Regions from separate parts of the Mus musculus genome. Here region 1 is linked to region 2. A link is a contact called in public HiChIP or PLAC-seq data. All regions are on one chromosome and are shown on one strand. Each heading gives the region's core, a stretch centred on a gene start, on an enhancer-like site or on the middle of the called end of the contact. The rest is flanking DNA. Distances are from core to core; before and after follow the strand shown.

The links. HiChIP or PLAC-seq counts read pairs in DNA pulled down with a chosen protein or histone mark.
Region 1: a contact with region 2 is called in an H3K4me3 HiChIP or PLAC-seq map of the 230-238 cell line, with 14 read pairs. The contact joins the promoter of Lztr1 here to the enhancer-like site in region 2. A contact is called at or near these places in 3 of 39 promoter capture datasets (the 3T3-L1 cell line, hippocampal neurons and liver), 2 of 484 Hi-C or Micro-C datasets (germline stem cells and nephron progenitors), 3 of 115 datasets of contacts at active chromatin or transcription factors (the 230-238 cell line and embryonic stem cells) and 3 of 9 other capture datasets (adipose tissue, embryonic stem cells and liver).

What each region holds. Positions count from the first base shown.
Region 1 is chr16:17,504,691-17,510,064 of GRCm38.p6, forward strand. It overlaps Lztr1 (leucine-zipper-like transcriptional regulator, 1), which reads left to right and starts at 3,993. Exons shown (of 21, transcript NM_025808.4): 1 at 3,993-4,528; 2 at 4,936-4,998. The coding sequence starts at 4,338. Aifm3 (apoptosis-inducing factor, mitochondrion-associated 3) reads left to right here. Exons shown (of 20, transcript NM_001291070.1): 16 at 228-326; 17 at 994-1,069; 18 at 1,540-1,644; 19 at 2,209-2,229; 20 at 2,437-2,792. The coding sequence ends at 2,476.
Region 2 is chr16:17,299,409-17,304,452 of GRCm38.p6, forward strand. Pi4ka (phosphatidylinositol 4-kinase alpha) reads right to left here. Exons shown (of 55, transcript NM_001373955.1): 33 at 3,877-4,035; 34 at 3,583-3,734; 35 at 1,585-1,692; 36 at 34-161. Among named protein-coding and RNA genes, the nearest start is that of Tmem191c, 26 kb to the left of the region's middle. Within about 2 kb of position 3,758, at least 14 of the 459 cell types and tissues checked have an H3K27ac peak or open chromatin away from gene starts, as enhancers often do. A contact at or near this core is called in the 230-238 cell line, where this site is marked.

The DNA.
Region 1 (5,374 bases), core at 2,743-5,242, 210 kb after region 2:
CAACACATCATTCAAAGAGGACTAATGTAAGTGGATCTCTGGGGCCAAGCATTCCCCTCTGTACCCGCTAACTACATCCAAAGGTGGGCTATGGGCTGAACATGATTCTTTTTTTAGGAGGCCTAGGCAAAAAAATCATACCTGTCAAGGGTCCCTAGAGTGGGCTGAGGGCAGGCAGCCGGGTGGTGAGAGGAAGGATTGAGCTCTCACCACCCTGGATTTTTCAGGGCGGGTAGCAGCTCAGAACATGCTGGCACAGGAGGCTGAGATCAACACGGTACCCTATCTGTGGACTGCCATGTTCGGCAAAAGCCTTCGCTATGCTGGTAACTAAAAGCTTGTCTCCTGGGGATGGGGTCCTGAAGGCACTTCAGGATTAAGTATGGGGGTTGGGTCCAGTAAGAACTAAGAATTGGCAAATAAGAACTGGGTTGGCTCAGGTGCATACTGCACTCCCAGCAGTTCAGAGGCTAAAATGGGAAGATCAGGAATTGGAGACCAGTCTGAGTCTTAGATGGTAGAGCCAGGAACTGCTTAGGAGGAGCAGAGGGTTGACGAGATGGCTCAGTGGGTAAGGGTTCTTGCTGCCACACTGATGATCTGAGTTCATTTCTTAAAACCCACATAGTGGAAGGTGAAAAATCACCTCCTGCAAATTGTCCTCTGATCTCCATACATGCATGTGTGCATACACATGAAATAAATAAATAAATGTCATTAAAAAAAAGTCGGAGTAGGATCCAGGTATGGTGGCACAGGAGTTTAGTCCCAGCACTTGAGAGCAGAGCCAAATGGATCTCTTGAGTTCAAGGCTGGCCTGATCTACAGAGTGAGTTTTAGGACAGCCAGGGCTACACAGAGAAACCCTGTCTCAGAAAAACAAGAAGGAGAGAGAGAGGAAAGGTGGGGAGGGAGGTCTGTTGTTTAGACAGGAGCTAGGGAGCCTATGAAGACTGTCCCCCTTCCCCAGTTCACATGGGCGCCCTCCCACAGGCTACGGAGAAGGCTTCGATGATGTCATCATTCAGGGGGATCTGGAGGAGCTGAAGTTTGTGGCTTTTTATACCAAGTGAGAGCAATGGGGTGCGATGGGAGCATGGAGCAGTGGGAGTGCTGTTGGGAATCGATAGTGTTAGCAAAGCAGCAGGGGCTAAAAGACAAGTGAATGGCCGCGTGGGGGTGCTGGGCAGGAGATGAGGAGGAAGCAACAACAGTCCTCCCGTGCATCAAACAATACTGTGTCTTCTGGATATTTCTTTGAGGTAAGTGTTGACACTGAGGCAGGTAGGTGTCTACAACAAGGAAAGACAAACTGGTGTAGACAAGCTGATGCTAAGGCTGGGCCCATCCCTGCGCTGTGCCAAGGGTTTCTTTGGGCAGCTGACAGTGCTGGGACCAAATGGAGGGCTGGGTGCTCAAGACATCTTGTTTCCCTGGACAAGAGCCTTCCCGGCATCCCAGGTGGACCAGAAGGTGTTAGGATCTCAAGAAGGACCACTGCTGCTAGTGGTCTCAGGCTGGGGCTCCTTCTCTCCATAGAAGTGACGAAGTGATTGCTGTGGCCAGCATGAACTACGATCCCATCGTATCCAAGGTGGCTGAGGTGCTAGCCTCAGGTCGAGCCATCCGGAAGCGGGAGGTGGAGTGAGTGCGGGTGTGGGAGACTGTAGGGTGTGTGTGGGTATCCTGGATAGGATCTATTAAAGCTACCATGGCAGCCTGTTGCCCGCTCAGTCCTATAGAGCTCTTCTCCTCACTTTCAGTTCCCATGGTTCCTGGGTGAGATGAGGGTGAATTTGGTTTAGAAGTTGACAGGATATGATTACAAAGAACCGGGTGTGTGGCCCAGAGAGGAGCCAATGTTGGGGAGTGGGGGGTGGAGGCAATGTGATTTGTGCTAAGCTTGGCAGAACTTAGGTGGAGAAACATAGTAGGTGATGCCCCCAGATATGCCATCCACAGAGAAGTGGGGTGGTTACATGACATCTGGGAAGCAGTGGACATGAGCCATTACCATCATCCCAGCACAGTGCCAGTGAGTCCCCAGTAGCTTAACCTGTGTACAGAGAACTTCCCAGGACCAGAGACAGGCCAGAGGTGACTGATGGCTATGTGTCGGGGTAAATCCTAGAGTGGAAGACTCAGAGTGGATCTGATAAATGATATACTTTCTTTGGCCTTCTGTTTTTCCCTCTTGCCTTCGAAAAGGTTGTTTATGCTACACAGCAAGTACGTGCATTGTTTCTTGTTGACTGTTCTCAGCCTTTCTTCCCCAGCCCAATGACTGAACCCTCCCACCTTGCCCAAGTCCATTACCTACGGGGCTTTGACACAGATCAGTCTCTGCTGCTGTATTCAAGAATCATTGGCTCATGGTGCCTAGAGTGGGGAACCTGTCCTCTTCTGCCCTGACCCATCCTCCTCTCATTCCTGCAGAACCGGTGACATGTCTTGGCTCACAGGAAAAGGATCCTGAGCTCTCCTGTGGTGGACTTGGGCAGGCCTCTGGGGTACCAAGGTCAGAGACCAAGTCCTGGGGCAAGTGCCAACTCCAATTTCCCAGGATCCCTCACTGTGGAATCTGAGTCCTCCAAGGCTTGCCTTGACCTGTCTGCCTCGCCTCCAGCCAGGCTACCACAGCCTCCAGAAGATGGTCCATTCCTAATGCCTCAGCTGTCACTGACAGCTGGGTGTAGAGGCAGGACAGGCTCTGCCTTGGTTTCCTCTACTAGGACGATTTTCCCAGCAAGCCCCTTCAACATTACCTTAAAATTAAAACGCATGTCTCAGCAGAACTGTGTCCTAGTGTAATTGGGCCGACACTTAGAGCCAGGCATGATGTGACACATCTGTAATAGTGGCACTCAGGACAGAGGCAGGAGGGTTAGAAGTCTCAGTCTTTTGTTTTTTTTTTTTAAAAAAGCTTCACAAGCCAGAGACAGCTTTTGTATTTGTCCACTTAAGAGAGGTGGGAGCTGGGTCCTGCAGACTCCATGCTGCCACAGAAACCTGAGCTCAGACCAGGAGGTGGTGGCGCACACCTTTAATCCCAGTGCCCGGGAGGCAGAGGCAGGCAGATCTCTGAATTCAAGACCAACCTAATCTACAGAGTGAGTTCCAGGACAGCCAGAGCTACACAGAGAAACCCTGTCTGAAATAAAACAAAATGAAAATCACCTCATTGTTATTAACTCACAAATACACTCTGCTAGATTGCAGTAGTCACTCAAAAACCTATCCAGTTGCATTCTGTATATCTCTAGGTTTTGTTTTTGTACAGTTAGGATAGCCATTGTGAAGCTGCTCTTGACTTTTACTATTTTACATTTATAAGCTCTTACCAAAAAAATATGAAACTAGACCAACTGACATTATATCCATTTCACTACATGTGTCCCTTTTGCCTGAACTTCCTGAATCATTTCACGGGTGATTCAGCTGGCAGCAGACTACAAATAAAACACACACACACACACACAAATTGTGGTGTAGCCTAGTGGCAGAGTGCATGCTGATCAAATCCTAGGTTCAAAACCCACAGCAAAACAGAGAAAGGGGCTGGAGACATGGCTCAGTGGTTAAGAGCACCAGCTGCTCTTCTGAAGGTCATGAGTTCAAATCCCAGTAACCACATGGTGGCTCACAACCATCCGTAATGAGATCTGACGCCCTCTTCTGGTGCATCTGAAGACAGCTACAGTGTACTTAGATATAATAATAAATAAATCTTTTAAAAAAAGAGAGAGAAGGAGGGGGAGGAAGAGAGAGGAGAGAAATAAATGAAGATACTGCTCTCAACTGAGAACCCAGAGGTGCCCCGCCATCGAGAGTCCCAGACAAGAATGCCAAGAGAGAGCAGAGGGGGAGCAGTGAAGATCAGGTTTGGGGAGCACAAACAGAAGGTGGACAATTGAGCAGCTCGCTTGCAAGTCCGAAACCTCATCCTGGAGGAGGGCGGGGGGATCTTCCGGGAGACAGCAAAGCCCGACTACAAGGCATGCCGGGAGCGTGTAGCTCGCCGCTGCCTTGAGAATGTCAGTGGTTTACTATGGTCTGAGTGCGTATCCTGAAAGAGGAAACCCAAATCGAGACTTGGCCAGAAATACTTTCCAGAATGTGATGTGCTCGATATACGATAATGCGAGGAGCCGGGCTGCCAGGTTCCTCGATAGCGAGCCGCGTCGCGGGAAGCGCGAGGTTTGTCGGGAGGCCCGACAAACCGGCCGGAAGTGCTACACCAGCGGCGCAGGGCTCTCTGGGAAGTGTAGTCCTTTGGCTCTGCCCGGGCGGTGGCCGTGAGTCCTGCAACCTGGCGGCCTATCCAGCCTGAACAAGGGATGGCTGGCTCCGGAGGCCCCATTGGGTCCGGGGCCTTGACAGGAGGGGTACGCTCCAAGGTGGCTCCGAGCGTGGACTTTGACCACAGCTGCTCAGACAGTGTCGAGTACCTGACGCTCAACTTTGGACCCTTCGAAACAGTGCATCGCTGGCGGCGCCTCCCGCCCTGTGACGAATTCGTGGGCGCCCGGTACGACAGTGTACAGGGATCCTGAAGGCACTGGTAGTAGGGACGAGAGCTGGTCTTAGGACGGGCTGTAGGGACGAAATCCCGTGTGATGTCTTGGAGTATAGATTGGTCGTTCCCAAAGCTGAGTTCCCAGGGAACAGCACCGTAGTGATTCTAGGCAGGGTACCAGACTTGTGTTTCTGAGGATCCTGTTTGGGTCCCTGAGCTGTGAGGTATGAGTGGGAAGTCTGAAGCGTCCCCGATGTATGTCCTTGCTGTCTGAAGAACTGAAGGATCTCTATAGATCTTAGCAGTTGAGAGGCTTTGTCCAAACTTATGTGGTAGCAACCATGTGTGTAGTCCCATTTCTTGGGTGCCAGCTGGGAGAGTTCCGGTCTCACCACCCTTCACCCCTTCTTTCTTTCTAGGCGCAGCAAGCACACAGTCGTGGCATATAAGGATGCCATCTATGTGTTTGGTGGAGACAACGGGTGAGTTTGCCTGTTTTGATGGAAGTGGTGGCAGGGGATGATGACAGAGAGAGACAGAGGATGGGAGTCATTAGCTATGCCTTGTGAGCCTCTGTTTCGCCATCTGTGTGGTGCTTTGCCCTTGATTCCCATGTTACGGTGAGGAAGACCCTACCCCTAAAGCCCTTTTATCCAGCATTCAAACGGCAGCCTGTGCTAGGTTCATGGAGATATCCTTGTGTTGAAAGAGGAGACAGCTTTGGAAGAAACATGCTAGCCCTACTGGCACTTTTCTTCTTTCCCTACACTTCTCTCTAGGCTTTGCCCAAATTTTTGTTTTGTAACATCTCTTATGGGGGGAGGGGCGCAAATGTGGAGATCAGACAACAGCTAGCAG
Region 2 (5,044 bases), core at 2,508-5,007:
AGCAGCTGCTGTGCTGCTCAGGGCAATGCTTACCTGGGGGAACGAGCTGGCTGGCAGTCAGGTACTTCTTATCTGAGAACATGGCAGTCCAAAACTTAATCATTATGCTTATATCTTCACGAAGCCTCTTTTCTCCTTGAGTAGGAAACTTTGGTGGACAACTTCAAATAATCACAAGAGGGAAAGAGCTGAGTGTCTGGAGTCAGAGACTAGAAACTATTCACAAAGCAATGAGAGCTGATATAAAAATTCACTTTTTTTTTTTTTTGAGGTTAGCCCAAAGCTCACCAACAGCAAGGCTGATGTCCCATGGGAAGTGAGGCTATCCTAGTAGCTCAGGCCTGTCTATCACATCACTATCCTATGCTCTCTGCTTAGCTTTATCTACATAGCTCAGACTGCCTGTAACTCCATGTATATTCCTATATACTGCAGGGTGGCCTTGATCAAGACACTCTTGCCACACAGCCTCTAGATGGATCAGACTGTAGGCATGCCACCATAGATGGCTGACATTTATAGCTTCTGGTGAGTTAGTATGCTGTGACAGACAATAACTTAGCTGTTTACATACAACCATACACCTTACATTTGCAAAGACTCATGCAGCTGATATTTGCAGGTTTTTTTTTTTAAATAGAAATCATTTATATGAACAGGAAAAATAAAAGGTATATAATTTATCTCTCTATCTTTTCTCAAGATAGGGTTTCTCTGCCCTGGCTGTCTTGGAACTTGCCCTGTAGACCTCCAGCTCAAAGATCTGCCTCTGCCTCTACCTCCTGGGATGAAAGGCATACATCACCATGCTGGGAATATATTTTTTTAATTTGTTGGGAATATTTTTAAAAATATATATTTTTTCAAGACAGGGTTTCTCTGTGTAGCCCTGGCTGTCCTGGAACTCACTCTGTAGACCAGGCTGGCCTTCAACTCAGAGGTCTGTCTGCCTCTGCTTCCCCAGTGTTGGGATTAAAGCCTCACATACAGCTGGGACTGAGGGTATATGCCACTGTGCCTGTCTGCTCTTAATTTAGACAAATAAAAAGACCAGAACCTCCAGTTAGAGGCTGTTCTGTCACCTGAAATGGGTGCTGGGAACTGAACTCAGGACCTCTGGAAGAGCAGCAGGTGCTCTTAACTGCTGAGCCATCTCTGCAGGCTTGCTCCCTGTCCTTCTCTCTTACTTTCAACCCTTGTTTGACACGGATTAGTTATGGCTGCTGAGAGAAGCAGGGGTAAAGGGTTATTGCACCAACATGGGCAATGAATTAGTTACAGAGCCACTAAAGAAAATATCTGTGTCTTCCAGGAACTATTAACTACCCAAAGAGCCTCAGAATCAGGGGTTGTGAGCCCCTCATCTCTTAAATTAACTCAAGGAACAATCTGCACATATTCCATTTGGCTCCTGGCTCTGAGTACATTCCTGAGGATATTACAGTGTAGTCATACAAGGACTACTGAATGAGGTTGGTGAGCAAGAACCAGGTAAACTATGTCCTTATTATGTAAGTAACTTGGTGATATAAGCTGGGTTGCAGCTGTTTCTGGGCATGTGCCCAATACAGCTGGAGGTAGTACCTGAAATAGTCAAAGGCTGTTGAGTATATCTTCTCTCGAAGCACGTTTCGAATGGTTGCATTTGGAACCACATCAGCATGCAGGAGGGACAGCCCCAAGGTCAGCAGTCTGAGAGAGATTACAAGGTTGGAGCCCTGGGCAAAGGCTGAGCCTTCAGGGGTATATATGTTCTCCTAAGCAAACCCCAGAATCCCTGAATATAAACCCTATAAACATTACCAGCATATCACCATTCAGCTGTTCTCTCCCCACCGTCTCTCCTCTCTCAGACAAAGTCTCATGTATTCCAAGCTGGCCTTCAGTTCTCTTTTGGAGTGTTGGGGTAATCCTGAATTTCTGATCCCCTTGCCTATGTCTTTTAGGTGTCAAGATTATAGTGTGTTTAAATAAAAAAAAAATCTATGCATGGGTAAAGGTGTTGTACAAGAAAGCTCTAAAGTTAAAATTTAGGTAACTAAAATACAAGTTTTCCCTGTTCTAAGATGGAGCTAGCTCATTAGCTCAGCTCTTCCATGGACGTGCAGATGGTCACGTGTTGGGCAAACCCACTCTGCATTCGTGCTTGGGGATGTGGTTTGTAGAGTGCTTGCCTAGCATGCCTGATGCCCCGAGTTCCATCCCTACCTCTGCAAAAAAATGGGTATGAAAAAACATTTTTAAACAAAATAAAGCAAACCATGCTTCATTCTTGTTGAGAGGAAATCAAATGAACTCTATGATGTTCTGACTGGGCCAAGACTCCTAGGCTCACAAACAGTCTGCAGTTCTGTCCCCATGGGACACTGCTATGATTTTAATCCTAAGGGGTGGTGGAGAGGGTTATGTGTACGGTTTCTGCTAAACAAAGCCCCGAGCAGGGTACGAGACATAAGTAGGAAGGTACTGTTCTGCTCCTGCCTACACTGCTGGGGTAAGACAGTGATGGAGGTCAGGAACCAAGTTGGTGGGTAAGACACAGTGCTCTGCACAGGGAAAAGCTAGGCTATCCCACACAATCGAGTGGCAATGGGGTTTTTCTCAAGGGCCAGATCCCAGCTACAGCCTGACAGTGACATGGACCCTGTGGAACAAGCATGTCTACACGTAGCAAACAGGGTGACCCAGATCCAGGGGCAAGTAGCTCTAGAGGCTCAAGTACAGGTGCAGGGTCATTGTAGACAGTCAGGCTAGGCCTAAGGCATGGTGCAAGATGAATAGAATATAGCACAGCCACTTTACAGAGGCTGTCTATACCAGCAGAAGTATAGATGCTAGCTTCTATGCTACTGAGTCCTAGGCGATGGCCTGTGGTGGGGAGTAGATCACAAGGGAGCTTAGATATGAGGAAAAAAAGAGGTCTGATCCACCATTGCAAGGGAACAGAGACAGCAGAGAAAGGAGGAGGGCAAACTGATGTTTCTGAGTGCATCTGGGATTAGCCAGCTAAGCCTGAGTGAGGGCTGAGCCTTTGTGGTAGTGCAGGCAGAGGCATTTCTGTGATGGCTACATGCTACTGAAAAGCAGCAACAGGAATCATTTTCTATAACTTGTTCCCACTGCCTTTAGAAAAGTATCAGTCAGTGACAGACTAGGTACTAACAAGAGGACTGGCCCCTCTCTGTAGGTGGTTGGAGAAGTGTAGTTCTAATGGGCTATGAGGCCATGGTCTGGAGTTCAGGGGAGAGAAAGACAATACCTGGTAGAAGCAAGAGCTTCTACCATGCATTGGTGCTGGTCAGCCAGCCCCTCACAGACAACAGCAGAGGCCATGTTCTAGCAAGCAGGACTGTACTAGGGGACAGGGGTTGGGGAGCCTCTTAGCCAGCCAGCGGATCATGGTCTCATGCCCTCTACAAGTCTTCTTGATCGTCCCAGGGCACTGCCATAGGATTTACTCTACACTGCAGAGCAGCATCGCAGGACATACCCACCCACCCCTACCATGATCTACACACTACACATGTGCCCTACATGCCAGTAACAGCACACTCAGGTGCCCCAGAGAAATAGGGTCCTCACTTGAAACGTGGTCCAATGGCTGCCACATGCCTGTTCATGCTCCCCCTGGCTCCACCAATATTGAGGGACATGGAGCGCTGCAGCAGGCTTGAGAAGATCTCCACCTGGTCAGAGCTACAGTACTTGGCAATCTCAAACCGCTGGACCAGGAACTGTGGAAAGTAAACAAGCTGTGTAAGTTGTCACCCATTCTCTCAGGTCAGGGCCCCTAGACCAGCTGGTGCGCTGGGCTGACCCAAGTGTCCCCAAGGCTGTCCCTACAAAGCTCAGCAGAGCTTGAGGGTAGGCACATACATCGATCCAGATGTAGTGAGGTGTCACTTCGGGGGGACAAGGTCTTGGCTGACTTGCTTCTGATGCTGCCAGGGGGTCTGCTTCCTTTGTTTCCACAGAAAAGAGGCCGAACTTCTGCTCTACTGTCATGTGCCAGGCTCCTGCCATCTCCCGCATAAACTGCAAATTGGAAAGAAAGGTCAGTGCCTCCAGAGAGTAGAGGGTGGGTGGCTGCTTTGTTTTTGAATTCCTGAATAAAGCTCAACATGTAACTTATGCCTGTGACCCCAGTATTCAGCAGGCTGAGGCAGGAGGACGGGAATGAGTTCAAGTTCAGCAGGGGCTACATACAGAATGAGATGCTTTCTTAAAACAAACACAAAGTAAAACTGTACTGGATGAAAATAGAAGGCAAGCAAAGTAAGGAGCAGCGGCCCGGAACCCACGTCTCAGGGGAGCTACTCAAGTCTTTGTATGCTTCCTCCAGCTCCCCACCCCCAACTGACTGTCAACACAACTCATGGGCCCAGCAGGGCAGGGAACAAGGTGCAGCACATCTTGGTTAGCATGTCCCTAATGCAGTGCAAGCCTTCCACAGGCTCTATCCTGGTGAAGCTTGGAAAGAATTCTGAAAACTTCCTGTGTTAAGAGCAGCAAGTACCACATGCAGGATTTCCAAGCCACAAAGGTAGGTCTTCATTAGCTTATCAGATTTGAGAGTAGCCCAGGAAGTTCAAGGGAGGGCAGGCTGTAAGTGTCAAGATCAGAGTCATTCCCTTGACCTAGTCATACTGATCCAGGGCCCTTTCTGCTTTGAGCTTGGAGGGTTGCCCAGATAAAGCACAGTAGTGTGTTCTGGAAGAAGTAGGGGCTAAACAGAGGAATGGTTACTATTTTACCCTACAGAAGCACCAGCGATGCATGGGTTATGCAGGCTTTGGTTCCCTTTCTAGCACCATTACCTACCCTCTTGCAAGACTTGGCTCAAGATGCTGGGGATCATGAGCACTAAAGAGCAAGATGGGAGTCAACTAGGCAAGGCTCAGGAGAAGCCCAGGCAGGCTTTATAAAATGACACCTCTCTTCTGCTATTCCTCGTGATTCCTGAAGGCACAGATGCCATTGGGAGGCCATGAGGGTGAAGACAAAGGCCTTTCATGCTAAGGTAGCATCGTTATAGGTGGGAAAT